2 separate regions of the Mus musculus genome follow, and region 1 is linked to region 2. The links are chromatin contacts, called in public Hi-C maps. All regions are on one chromosome and are shown on one strand. The core of a region is the stretch at or near the end of the contact, and the rest is flanking DNA. Distances in the headings are between cores, read along the strand shown.

The links. A called contact is a pair of places that touch in the nucleus more often than the background predicts.
Region 1: a Hi-C map of B cells shows a contact between it and region 2, with 7 read pairs. The contact joins the promoter of Hes5 here to the promoter of Camta1 in region 2. A contact is called at or near these places in 1 of 39 promoter capture datasets (pre-B cells) and 1 of 484 Hi-C or Micro-C datasets (B cells).

Annotation. Positions count from the first base shown.
Region 1 is chr4:154,959,337-154,966,288 of GRCm38.p6, reverse strand. Hes5 (hes family bHLH transcription factor 5) reads right to left here and starts at 5,366. Exons shown (of 3, transcript NM_010419.4): 1 at 5,240-5,366; 2 at 4,988-5,153; 3 at 3,918-4,897. The coding sequence starts at 5,293. The coding sequence ends at 4,614. Pank4 (pantothenate kinase 4) reads right to left here and starts at 2,166. Exons shown (of 20, transcript NM_001305804.1): 1 at 2,020-2,166. The coding sequence starts at 2,143. Gm42363 (a long non-coding RNA gene) reads right to left here and starts at 2,012. Exons shown (of 2, transcript XR_881640.3): 1 at 1,820-2,012; 2 at 976-1,263.
Region 2 is chr4:151,859,758-151,866,332 of GRCm38.p6, reverse strand. It overlaps Camta1 (calmodulin binding transcription activator 1), which reads left to right and starts at 4,565. Exons shown (of 24, transcript NM_001081557.3): 1 at 4,565-4,708. The coding sequence starts at 4,664. All of the region lies in intron 2 of Gm42357 (a long non-coding RNA gene), which reads right to left. It overlaps 9230110K08Rik (a long non-coding RNA gene), which reads right to left and starts at 4,589. Exons shown (of 2, transcript XR_390981.3): 1 at 3,476-4,589; 2 at 3,022-3,169.

The sequences.
Region 1 (6,952 bases), core at 4,117-6,616, 3.1 Mb before region 2:
CAGTGATGGATCCGGGAGTAAAGGAGCTTGCTGTCTGGAGTTTGATTCCCAGGACCCACATGGTGAAAGAAGAGAATCCCACCAAGTTGTCCTTTGACTTTCACCACGGCACCAAGAAGGGCAGGACAGCCTTGCATTTACTACCCCAGAGTCTCTTCCTGCCTGTATGTCCTTCCTACTGCCTGGGTTTCCAACTCAGCTGACATCGGTGTCCCATCCAAGAAAGAAAAAGGGCTTGCCAAGAACACAGAGCAGCTGAGCCTTCCTGGATCCAGGGACACAGTGAGGAAGGAGGAAACAGGAGAAGGCTGTTTTTAAACAACACTGCGACAAGATGTTTTGTAGGTGCCTAAGCTGTCAACCCCATCCTGAGCTGTGACCTCCCATCAGTTGCAGAAAAAAAAAGAAAGAAAGAACAAAAGAAAAAAGGTCTGTTTTCAGGAACACATGACTTTCCAATCTCAGATTCAGGACCCAGACGACGATGGAAGCAAAACCCAACACTGAACATCCCTTGCAATGTCCTTCTGTCCAGACAGCCCTGGTCTGGCCTCAGGCCTTCAGCTCGAAGGCACCTCTCTACTACAGCTCATGCTTTATTGGCTGTTGGTTAGATGGTCTCTAGGTACCAAATAGATTATCTGAGGTGAACCCTATTTTCTTAACTGCCTGATGATGTTTGAATTCATTTTCACCTGCTTTCCAGACACAGTTATTTAATTTTGCCTCCTTCCTAATGAATAAGTATAAGACCACAGGGCAAAGCATAAAACCCAGCCCTGGAGTGAAGGTTTCAGGATCCTGGAACAGCTGCCTTGGGGCCTTTGGAGAGGTCAGGTTGTGGACAGTCCCCTCTGCTGGGGCTGCAAGCTCATCACTTCTAAACTAATATACAGCCAGTCACCGAGTTATCTCAGGTGCTAGTAGAATCTTGGCCCACTCCACCACCCTCCTGAGCCCTTGATAAAGCTGGAACACAGGACAAGCCAGCAGGCCATCTTTACTTTCTCTTCCATTCCTCATTCCTCCCAAGGAAGAACACGTCAGAGAGACAACCCAAAAGCAAGAGGGTGGGGGACTTATTCAATATTCCAGAAGTAACGAGATTCTTCACAGTCTCTTAACAACCTAGGCTTTCCAAGGAGGCTAAGAGCCAGCAGCACACCCATTGATTCACGGAGATAAGTCCAAGACTGCGGATGCTGCCCGGCTGTGTGGGGCCTCACTGACAATGCTGGCATCAAGAGATACGCGGGGAAACGCCTGCAAGCAATTGGGTACAAAGCTCCTCAATAACAGGATGCAGAGCAGAGAGCTTGGGGGACAGGGGTAGGGGTGGGGGAGGGGGAGGGGGAGCGTTGGCCGGCTCCCATCCTGGATCTACGAATAGAGAGACCACGGAGAAAGCTAGCCTTCTTCTGTGCCTTGGTCTCCGCATCTGCACACCAGGGCGATGAAAGAACCTCCCCCGAGGACTTGTTAGTGGGCATGAGGCTGCCCAACGCGCGAAGGGGATCTAAGGTGGGCCTGTAGCGGGTCGGCAGGAAGGTGAACTCCTAGGCGCGCAGGAGGCGGCGGCCGTAGCCACGGTCCACGCTGCAGCGCTCGACAAGTGTCCAGGCCCAACGTCTCCACAGCTCACTGGGAAGCCGGAACTCCGGCGGAGTGCGCCGCGGGGCCATGGCCAGCCTCATCCCGGGGGACTCTGAGCAGATGAGGACCCCCGAGGCCACCCGCCCCGCCCGTCCCTCCACTGAGCCACCGGCGCTGCGCGGACTACGAGGCCCGACGTGCCCCGCTCCAACCGCGCAGCGCCTACCGGGAGCTGGAGTCCCACAGCCCGCTCGGTCCCGCACCTTGACGCCGCGCACACTATGAGTCCCGAGAGGCTGTGCGGCGACCCGTGAGGCTGTGCGCATGGCCCGCGCCCCCGCCCTTCGTCCTTCCCGCCGCCCCCGCTGGCTGGCCGCCCGCGCCCACTGCTCCGGCCACTTTCTTGAGTACCCGGTCCGTGTCTACCTATATCAATGGCGAAGCGCTTGGCGTTCTCCAGGTTGCGGAAGATCTCGTCGGGGGGCAGCGTGATGCTCTTGTCCAGACTGTCCCCGCCGCTCCCGCCGCCACTCGCTCCACGCTCCGCCATTTTGAAAGTGCCCGGCCAGCCTCATCAGCCATGGAAATATATGCGCATATAATTGACTGCTAAACGACCGCGTGCATAAATTATGCTAATGAGTCTCCGCCCCCCGTCCGCCTGTGCTGGAGGCCAGGCCACCCGACCGTCCTAGACAAGCAAGTGTCCCAGAGGCCAGGACTGGGAAGGGAGGGCCGTTATTTTCCAAACTACCAATATGAAGCTTTTGGAATATTGTTCTTTCGCTGAGCTGGCTAGATGCTAACTTGGGTTGATTTTGGCGATCGTGCTTTCATATCTCCTTGCTGTGAGGCTGGCCCTGCAAGCTGCTGTAATTTCTGCTAGGGTGACCCACCATCCTGGTTTCCCAAAGAAGTGGGACCTTCAATTCTAAAACTCCCATGTTAATTGGAGTAGTTTTAAAGACCCTACATTCGAGAAATGCCCAGCCAGGGGGAAGGGATATGAATAGGGTCGTGCGTCTGCAGCTGGGGAAGATCGGCAGTTTAACAGCAATCTTTGCAAAGTATAGGAGGGAAAGGGAGAGGGCGCATGGAAGAGGGGACCGGGCTTCAAAGTGGAGGTGATCTGGAGTTCCTGTTGATTTAAGTCCCTTGAGAGAGAGCACTGTGTCCTCCAAGAGGGCCATCGTGTAACTTAATACCTCGCTCTCTGCAAGGTTCTGTCTGCAGGCAGTTGCTCACTGACTTGCCAGGCTCCTGGAGCACAGGACTGAGGCAGTGCGCAGGCTCAGCTGCCATATATCTATCTACATTGATTCCGAGAGGAGGCAACCTTGTATGTGCCTGCCAACAGAGTGGGTGTACTCTGAATGGGAGAGCCTGCTCCAGAGTGGCAGGGCTCCTGAGAGTGAGGTGACCCAGCAACTTCAGTCCCTGTAAGTGGAGTATGCCCGGCCTGTGTGTAGGACACTCCACAAGGGCACTGGCCTCCTCCCCATCTGTAGAAGTTCTGCTGCTCCTGTGGTAAGCTAAATGAGTGCAGATGAGGTTCTCTGTCCTTGCTTACTATACGTGGGTCACAGAAGGGTCCTCAGGTGGTCCCTGGCAGAGTGGATAGGAATAAGAGGGGGGTGGTGGCTAATGAACTTCTAGATGGGAAAGATCCAAGTCGGGATGGGAGCCACATCTATGACTTTGTCCTTCAGAAGACATGTAGACACACCTTCCCACTTCTTGCTCCATGGGTTTTGCCTTTGGAGAGCCCTGTGAACTTGACTAACCTATAGCCTGCCTTAAAGCGGACACCCTGTCTTAGACAATAGCCCATACCTACCAGGCTCATAGTTTGAATGGAATGGGTCAGTCCTGGCCCTGGTCGCTCTGTGGAAGGGAGGGCATTTATGAATCGCCTAAGCAGGTGAACTAAGGGGAAGCGGGAGCTAGAACAGATACTTTCTCAGGTTCGGCACAGCCGAGCCTCTTGCTGCAGCAAGAGGTCCACTGAGGCCCTCAGCTTCCTCTCAGTGGACAAAGCAGAGAGTCTACAGTTGTTAGGATCTCTTCCCCTACCCTGACCTGGGAGCTAGCAGAAACCCCCAGCGGCCACCCAGGTCTTGTTCACCATGAGAGCAACAACAGCTCTGTATGCCCCTCTCCTCTCCACCTCCTGCCCTCCCTTTTTCCTCTATGGCAGAGGACCACCAGCAAGCACTCCTCCTGATCCCGGTTTCACTGTGAACATGGTAGATCCCACTGTTCCACCTCCGGTCACCGGGCAGGCTGCCCCTAGGCTGCTAAGGACAGACGAGAGGCACAGACATGGAGGGCTTGATATTTTATTAGAAGCCTTCAGAACAGCCTGTGTTCTCCCACATGACCAAGAGTTCAAATTCTAAGTACAAAATCGTGCCCACATGCACCCACCCATACAAAGGAATCCTTTAAGGATCATCGTGGAGACCCCACCCTCCCAGACAGCCCACTGTGAGCGCGCATCAGACAGCCAAGGCCATGTGGACCTTGAGGTGAGGCCCCATGGGCCCTACGCCCACGCAGGCTGAGTGCTTTCCTATGAGGAAACACCTGCAGTTCCGCCTTCACAAAAGGCAAATGTGCCCAGGGCACAGCCCGCCTGCAGGGTGCTTGCCCAGCAGCAACGGGCCCTGAAGAAAGTCCTCTACGGGCTGGGGTGAGCCAACCCCCGACTCTACAAATATCATAGAACCCCCGGTGGTGACCAGGAACTTCGCAGAAGTCACTTGCTGAAATGCAAACACAAAACAACCCCACGGGGTCGGACGGGCGGCAGAGGGTGGGCCCTGATTATCCCCAAATGACAACTCTGCACACACATTCTCTAAGAATGACCCTCCTGCTGGCCAGCCAGCCGGAGGAGGGAGCCTTCGGAAGAAGGTAGCGGCCAACCTGGGGCTGAACTGCGGCTGGGGAATGTCTTCCCACATCCAGAGGAACGAGCTCATCCTCTGGTCCGCTCCAGGCACCGGTCGGCCGCTGGGTCACCAGGGCCGCCAGAGGCCGCAGGCGGGTTGGCGCGAGGTGGAGACCGCAGCAGCAGCAGCCTTAGCGGAGGAGCGGGCCGGTTGGGGCGCAGCTCCGGGCGCCGGGGGCTCCTTGGCAGGAGCGGCGGGAGCTGGGGGCCGCTGGAAGTGGTAAAGCAGCTTCATCTGCGTGTCGCTGGCGGCGTGCAGGGTCAGGAACTGTACCGCCTCCTGCAGGCACCAGGAGTAGCCCTCGCTGTAGTCCTGGTGCAGGCTCTTGGGGCCGGCGGCCGCGGCGAAGGCTGTGGGGAGACGAAGCGGCATGAGTGGGGCGCGCGCGGTGGGAGCCACATCGGCCGGGAGCAGGAGGCGGGCGCAGGCGCCGGGCTCACCTTTGCTGTGTTTCAGGTAGCTGACGGCCATCTCCAGGATGTCGGCCTTCTCCAGCTTGGAGTTGGGCTGGTGCCGCGCGAACTCCTGCTCCAGCAGCAGCTTCAGCTGCTCTATGCTGCTGTTGATGCGGTCCCGACGCATCTTCTCCACCACCGGCTTCCGCAGCTGCGGGAGGAGAGGCGTCAGGTGGGCGGCGGACGCCGGAGGCCCCGGGGGAACCGGACGGCGCGCGCCGGGCGAGTTGCACTTACTCGGTTTTTCTCCTTGGGACTGAGCATCTCCACCGCCACGGTACTTGGGGCCATGCCTGGAGCTCTGGAGGCGATTAGCGAGCGGAGCGGAGCGGAGCGGACAGAGCCAGGCGTCCCGGACTGGCGCGACCTGGACCCCAGCACGCCAGCCCTATATAGGCGCGGGCAGCGGCCCGGCGCCTGGGGTCCGGGCGCCGCGGCCGTTCCCACACTCGGCGGCCAATGGCGGCGCCGGCCGCACAAAGGCGCCGGCCCATTAGCGCACGCTAAATTGCCTGTGAATTGGCGCGGGCACAATGGTCGCTCCCCGAGGAGCAGGTGGGCCGCGCGGCACAATGTCCGGGCTGTGGGAACGCGCTCGCCCTCATTAGCATCCCGGGGCCTGATGCTGAGAGCCCCGCGCCTCAATATGCTGCCTTTTCCCAGGCCGCGGGGAGGTGGGGAGGGCAGGAAGGAGTGCTCTCCCCCCCCCTTCTCTCCCTTCTTCCCTCCCACTCCCCAGAGGCTCCCCACCGCTGGCTGGCAGAGGCCACAGGCGCAGAGAAATGAGAGTTTTACAATGAACAGACAGCGACTTCCAGAGGAGTGGGCACCCTCCCCAGCTGGGACCTGTTGCCCACAGGCACAGTGGGTTAAAGTGGGCCACATTCTCTCAAACAGATGCTGCCGCCATGCCATTCGCAGGTACAGGATGAGAGAGGGACTCATGTATTTAGAATTTAGGCGCTTTATTGCCAGTTCTGTCAGTTGAGAGGAGTGACTTCTCCGCAGCTAGAAATGGCCACGCGCGGAGCCTGCCAAGCGTACTTCTAGGCTAGCTGAATTTGCTTTGGATAATGCCTAGCACAAAGCCCCATACCTAGGAAGCCCTCAGGAACCCCTGAACCCACAGGGTATCTGGACTGCTCTTGTGTCACCAGGTGCCACATGCATCTCTGAAACAGGAGGACCGTGCCTCCTTCATGCTGTCCGTGATCACTACTCCCGCGTGGCTTTTAGGAAACCATGGCTGCCCTTAACTCCTCTCATGACATCCCCCTCAGCTCGTGCGGGCGCGCGCGTGCATGCCTCTGTGTGTGTGTTCCAGTTTCATTCAGCATTTTGTGTTGGCAGGTAGAAGGTGGGAGACCTAAAAATAAGCCCCCATATGAATGCTGTGCCAGTGTGGATGGGCCTCTTTGTAAGAACTGATAACCGTGGTTCCTAACCAGGTGACCTTACTAGTCACACCCTAGACACCTAGGGGATGGCCATGTAGGAGCGTCCCTCCATCTGGAACCTGTACTATTTCCCCAATACTCTGCAGGGGCTGAGGGAGGAGATAAGGCCCCGTGCTTCCTCCTAGGGTCAACCTAAGACCTAGCCAGGCCCAAACCAGGAGGCTGGCATCAGAGCACAATAGCCAGTGTGGAATGAAACCAGGTTCTCTGGATGGATGTCAGCCATGTCTGAGCTCAGGAACTGAAGGGCCTTCACAGTGCCCACTAGGGAAACGCCCTCCTGCTATGGTAGTGACCCACTGCTGTAAATGATCTATTCCGAAGGTCTTGCTCCAGAAGCTCTTAGCACAAGGGGTTGTTGGGTTACCATGGATGGAAGCATCTGGGACAGAGGGGAAGGCTTGGCTTTGAGGCAGCACAGGATGGTCTGTCCAGTGCAAGATATAAGTGCAGAATTCACCTCCCTTAGTCCCTGCCACAACCCTCACCCGAG
Region 2 (6,575 bases), core at 3,316-5,815:
GAGGTGCTTGCCATGAAGCCTGAAGACCAGAGTTCAGTCCTCAGGATCCTCGCAGTGGACGGAGAGAACTGACTTCCACAAGGTATTTATGTCTCACACAGAGACACATGCAGACAGATAGACAGACAGACAGACACTCACTGCACACACACACTGCACACACACAGACACATATCACACACTGCACACACGTACTGCACACACACACACACTGCATAGACGCACTGCACACGCACATACACACACACACACATACCACACACACAGACACACAGCACACACTGCACACACACACTGCATACACACTGCATAGATACACTGTACACACACAGACACATACCACACACACAAATACACTGCACACACACACACACACACACACACATACTGCACACACACACATTGTACACACACACTGCACACACACACTGTACACACACACTGCACACACACATATACTGTACACACAAACACACACACACAAAACACTGCACACACACACACTGCATAGACACACTGCACACACACACACACATACCACACACACAGACACACAGTACACACTGCACACACACACTGCACACACACTGCATAGATACACTGTACACACACAGACACATACCACACACACACATACACTGCACACACACAAACACACTGCACACACATACACTGTACACACACACTGCACACACACACACACACTGTACACACATACTGTATGCACGCACACACACACACACACACACACACACACATACACTGCACACACACACACACTGCACATCTCTTGGTTTCTCTCTCAAGCAACCCCCCAGCCCCCAGCCCAGCCTTTCTCCAGCTCAGGAATTCCTGAACACCTTGGTTTAATAATTTCTTTATATAGTTGAAATCACTGGGAACCCAGTGAGCTTTGGCTTATGTAAGTGTGCTTATGTTGAATTGGATGTTATTGTCTAAATTAAAACTAAGAAAATTTAAAAGTAACCAGTTCACTTCCAAAGAATAACAAGCTCATTACATATTAACACAAATCATGTTTTTAAATGAGATATAGTAACTATTTATCAAAAGAAAGCAAAGGATGACCTGGAAGGCAACACTGTTCTGTTTATAAGTTTGCAAGTTTTGTTACTCTCGAGCATGACAGGAGTTGGCTGCACTCTCCTTTCTGCACACAGTTGTTGTGAGGATGTGCTACGCGACTATTGCAGATCTGTACACGTGCGAGAGACCAACATGGTATGAGCATGGAAAAGCTTTGGGCCTTGTGGGTCCCCTGAAATAGCCTTAGAGACCCCGTGTCTTACGGACCTCTCTATTCTTCATTAAGGGCCTACTATAGTGCCTGGTCTATGGGTTTTGATGGTGATGGTGACACTCCAGAGGTTCATGTGACACTGCTTACTGCTTTCCATGTTTGCACAGTGCTCTCCCGGGCTCTTGTTAATGTTGTTAGCCTGTGAGCTCCTTGAAGATAGATGCTCTCTGCTCATGGGTATAGTCTCAGGAGTACATGCAGCATGTGTGTCCACAGCATGCGGAAGGTGCAGTTGTTATCGTCATCGTTATTTACAAGAGGGTCTCACTGTGTTGACAGGGAGGCCACGAGTCCTTGTGCTTAAGTGATCTTCTTGTACCAGGCTCCTGAGTATCTGATACTACAGGTGTGTGTGTGTGTGTGTGTGTGTGTGTGTGTGTGTGTGTGCAGGCTTGCTATTGGCTTAAACTTATTGAGTGGTTTGCTTGCATATGTGTATGTATACCTTGTGCCTAATGTCCTTTGAGGCCAGAAGAAGGTGCTGTATCCTCCCGAACTGGGGTTGTTGACAGGAAACACAATGTGGGTGCTGGGATTTGAGCTCAGGACATTTGGAAGAGCAGTCAGTGTTCTTAAACTGCTGAGCCATCTCTCTAGCTCAGGATTTTAACTTTAATTATAAATGCAATGTAACTGTATTGTGGCTATATTATAGAAAAATAGAGACAGTTAGGTAATAGTCTCAACCTCCTAGATGCCATTTCTTAAACACATTGCGCCAGTCTTTTATAAAATGAAGCACGCATGCTCACTCTGTCTGTGTGTTGCTCTCCTTTGAGATAAATTTGCTTTGTAACTGGAGGAGATCTTGACTGTCTCTGACCCTTCTGCCTCCGGCTCCGGAGTGTTGGCGTTAGCAGCCTGTGCCACCATGCTTGGTTCATACGGTGGGTGGGTGGGGGATGGGATGTAAAACTTCGCCCATGCTAGTCACAACACTCTCCAGACTGAGCCACATCCTTAGCTCTCAAATGCAGTATTCTGTACCGTCATTCTGTTATATTTGTAAATGAACACCAAAAACTTGAATATCTCCCGGGCCTCCAGCAATAAGTGATTGTCCACTTCTGACAATTTATCTGTTAAACAGCCAACATTAGCACTTTGGGACGTGTCCACTTAAAAAAATACGTTATTATTTTTTTAACTATGTGTATGAATGAGGGATGTACAGGTATATGTGGTATATATGAGGGATGAGCACGGGTGGTTTAGAGCCGGAGCCCCTGGCAGTTCTGAGCTGTCCAGTGTGGGTGCTGGGAACGGGGCTGGGGTCCCCTGGGAAAGCCGATTGAGCCTCTCACTGTGGAGCCACCTCCCCAGCCTTCAGCGTTCATTTCTTTGTTGTAACAAACACAGTGATTAGTGAAGAACACCGTCACACACTGAGCAACCCCACACCCAATTTGGAGTTATTTCCTTAGAACAGATTCTCAGAAGTAAGATTACTAGGTCAAAAGATGTAGATATTTTTACGGCTTTTAATACATACTGTGAAATTGCTTTTTGAAAGAGTTATTCTAACTTACAACGCCACCAGCGTTTCCAGAGGCAGGTTTCCGCTCCCAAATCGTCTACACTAGTGCTATTAAGAATGCTAATCGATAAAATACTGTACCCTGGTTGTTAAAAATTTCGCCTTTTTTTTTGAGGCTCATAAAATTAAAGTTTGTTGAAGAATGAGTATACAATACAAAACATTCTTTTGGGACATCTTTATTTTTGGAACAACCTAAGCAATTCTCAACGGTGACCATCATAAGAAGACCACACGTTGTTAGGATTGGCACAGACTGGCTTTGACGATCAATCCTAACGCCAAAACACTCGATCGACTTTTCAGTGTTTCTGCTAGTAGCAAACGGAGAGAGAGAGAAAAAAATGTTGAGGAATCAAACAGTGCAAGTTTACAGAGAGGATCTGGAGCTCAGCTGCTTTTCATTAAAGTGCATTCTCCTTCCTTCCCTCCCGCTTCCCTTCAGTGCACCTGCAGAATCCCTGCATGGTGTTTGCCCTCCCTCTTCTCCTTCCCTTTTATTTTTCTATGTGCGGAATTCCTGCACTCTGCCCTTCCCCTCCCTCTCTCCTTCCATCCTTTCCTCTATTTTCTGGCCACGTTCAGAGCCCCTGATTTCTCTCGAGAAGGCGCAGTACTTTGCAGCTCTTCTGGCCCGGGCTTGTGTCTGCAGGGCGTGCGAATCTCTCCGGTGTGGACCTACAGGCAGGAGAGCTGCGCGGAGCTGCGGCTGGAACCCGACCGAAGCGCCGGGAGCCCGGGAGGGATTGGCTAGGCTAGCCGAGGTCGAGCGTTCCGAGCCCTAGATCCGCGGCTGCAGCCTGGGACAGGCACCTATGACTCATCGGCTCCGCCGGTCACATGGGCAACGTGACCAAAATAAAGTTTCAGTATTTTAAGCCGCTAGAAAAGGGGACAGAGGAGCGCAAGGCAGGCGGGAGCGTAGGGTGGCCGCGGGGACGCTGCGCCGGCCGAGGGGGCGGGGCTGAGGCCAGGAAGGGGCGGGATTTGGCCGAGGGGCGTGGTCTGCCGGGAGGTGCGCCCCTCCCCCGTGTCGGGCAGCGACGCCCCGACTCTCGGCTAAACGGTTCGGGAACGCTGTGAACCGGCACGCCTCGGTGCCTTACGTATCCCTCCGGCAGGGCCGCCCCCCGCCAGCGCCGCAGGCTGCGGGATCCCGGAGATCCCAGCGTGTCCTCCGAAGACACCGGGACCCCCACGCGCCAGCAGCGGCTTCCCCGGGAACGTCCTTCAGCTCCCGGAGCACGCGGGAAAAGCCCCAGCACACCAATGAGCGAGCGCCTTCCTCATGACGGTCACGCTGGGGGGCGGGGCTTCCCACAGCCGTTCCCGAGTTCCGGGAACCCCCTTTGATTGGTCTGGACGGCTTGGGAAACACTGTAGTGACGTCCAATCAAAACACCACGTCTCGGCCTCGAGGAAATATTCCGTGTCAGCCTCATCCTGATTGGGCCATCCTTTCGACCTCTGTCCACTAGGAAGCTTTGTTTAGGTCTGGAGGGCGGGTTTTCCCGGGAGTGGGTGGGGAGGGGGCGTTGATTCCAGGCCAATCACTTTAGTCGGTGCGGTGGTGATCAGCCAATGGACAGGGTGGATAGGACGCTCCTCCCGGAGAGTAGTGAGACCCCTGGTGCGGTCCGATTGGTCGCGGGAGCCGTGACTGGCAGACGCACCAACCAGTGGGCGCTGTGCGTGGGCCGCGGGGCGGGGCCAGGGCGGGTGCGCGGCGGCGGCGGGGTGGCTGGGCCGGCGGCGGCGGCGGTACGAGGCGCGCGCTCGGGGTCCCGGTCGCGAGGAGGAGGAGGATGTGGCGCGCGGAGGGGAAATGGCTGCCGAAAACAAGCCGGAAGGTGAGAGCCGGAGCGTGAGGGCCCGGGGCTGTCAGGGTGGCGGCGACACGGCGAGCCCGGGGCCGCGCCGGACATCCCGGGCATCGGCGGCGCGGGGCGCGAGCGCGGGGGCGCGGCGGGCGCGGGGAGGGCGCCGGCGGGGTGGGGGGGGCGGAGCGCGGCCGAGTCCTGAGGTGACTCGCGGGCCGGCCGAGCGGGGCGCCCCGCACCCAGCCCCGGGGGCGGCAGGCCGGGGCGGGGGGCGCGCGGGGCGGGGGCCGGGCCCAGCGAGGAGGAGGAGAAGCCGCGACGCCTCCCGCACCCGGCCCGGGGCATCCCCGCCGTGTCGGTCGGGGTGTCAGGGGGCCGCGGGGCGGAAAGTTTCCCGGGCCGCGGGGGCTCGCGGGCACCGGTGCCGGCGGCCGTAGCGGCGTCAGGGCCGGACGTTCCCCTCCACAGCCCCCCTCGGGCCGCGCGGCGCCTCCTAGCGCCGGCGTGGGGGGTGTCCCCGCGCGGGTCCCCGCCAGGGGGCCCCCCTCGTGCCGAGCGCCCCTCGGCCGAGGCCCCGGGCGACCCCTCCCCCAGCAGGGCCGGGGTCCTCGCGCGGCCTCCCCGCCCCTCACAGCATGCTCTTCCACACTTGCCCTTGCACCCTCACTACCGGGAGGGTGGGGTCTCCACACTGCCATGCCCTTTACCTTCCGTGACCCCGATCCTCTCCGAGCACTGAGGGTTCCGTGTCAGCCTGTCCCCTTTTTGAGGGGACTCTCGTGGGGCCGCGGAGCCTCTGCACGCTGGGTTAATCTTTTTTTTTTTTTTTGGCCAGGACAAGGGGACTCGGGGCTACCCATGTTCTTCCTTCTTAGCTCACCCAGTGGCTTGTGGGGCCCTGTGCAGCTCTGAAGTCATTTCTAAATAGGCAGGCAGACACTTCTTCCAGATCTGTACTCTTTCCGTACACTTTCCTGGGTTAGGGTGAGCTCATTTCCTGAACACCCTTCGAGTTGCCCTCTTTCTTGTTGGGAAAACCGGACGCTCCAATGCTCCTCTCCCTAGCTGTCTGCCTCTCTCCTTGGAGTTCCCTGTCTGGGCCAGGGTGGGCGCCCCAGTAAGATGTAGGGCAGGCAGGACTTCCGATGTGCCTACCACTTGAGTGTAAGGGACCTCAGTACTTGTTTCTTGCAGGAAAAGAAGGATCTATTGCTTCCCGTTCACTCTTGGATCTTAGGGGGCACCCTTCACCAGTTAACACTATCCCACTGGGAAAAGGGTCCAGTGCCCTTGAATTTGGTGTTCTGATTCCTGTCTTCTGAGCAGAAAGAACCAGACTTTATGCATCCCACTCTCAAGAAGTCTTTGAATCTTTCTTGGAAATAAACTTCCCAATTCTTCTTTTTTTTTTTTTTTTCTGAGAGAACTCAGACCCTCCTTATGGCTCCTGTTTCCCAGTCAGCCATATTTAGTGAGCCTGTTACCTTGACTTTCTCTAATTTTCTCAAATTGTATTCATGTTGGCTGGGTAAGGAGAAGCCATATGCCTTTCTATCCAGAATAGGGAGTGTAGACACCCTTGTCGCCCACATGCCATTTGAGAAGAGGTAGCTTGTGTGCTCCTTGTTGTACCAGAATCTTCCTTTGGCCCTGGTATGTCTCTAGTGGGATCAAAACATTTCTTTGGATCTTGCACCTTTCAAGCAAAGGGGCAATTTCTCTACTTTTTGCTGTTCTGGTTCTCTTTGACATCACGGAAATTGGGTGCTCGACACAGTTGTTGACACACACAGACCACTTTGTGCATATGTGCAATAGCATTCTATACATACCCAGAAGAAGTTAGAAGGGTCAGGTGGCAGCTCTATGGTCAGAGTGGGTGGAGTGTTAATTTGCC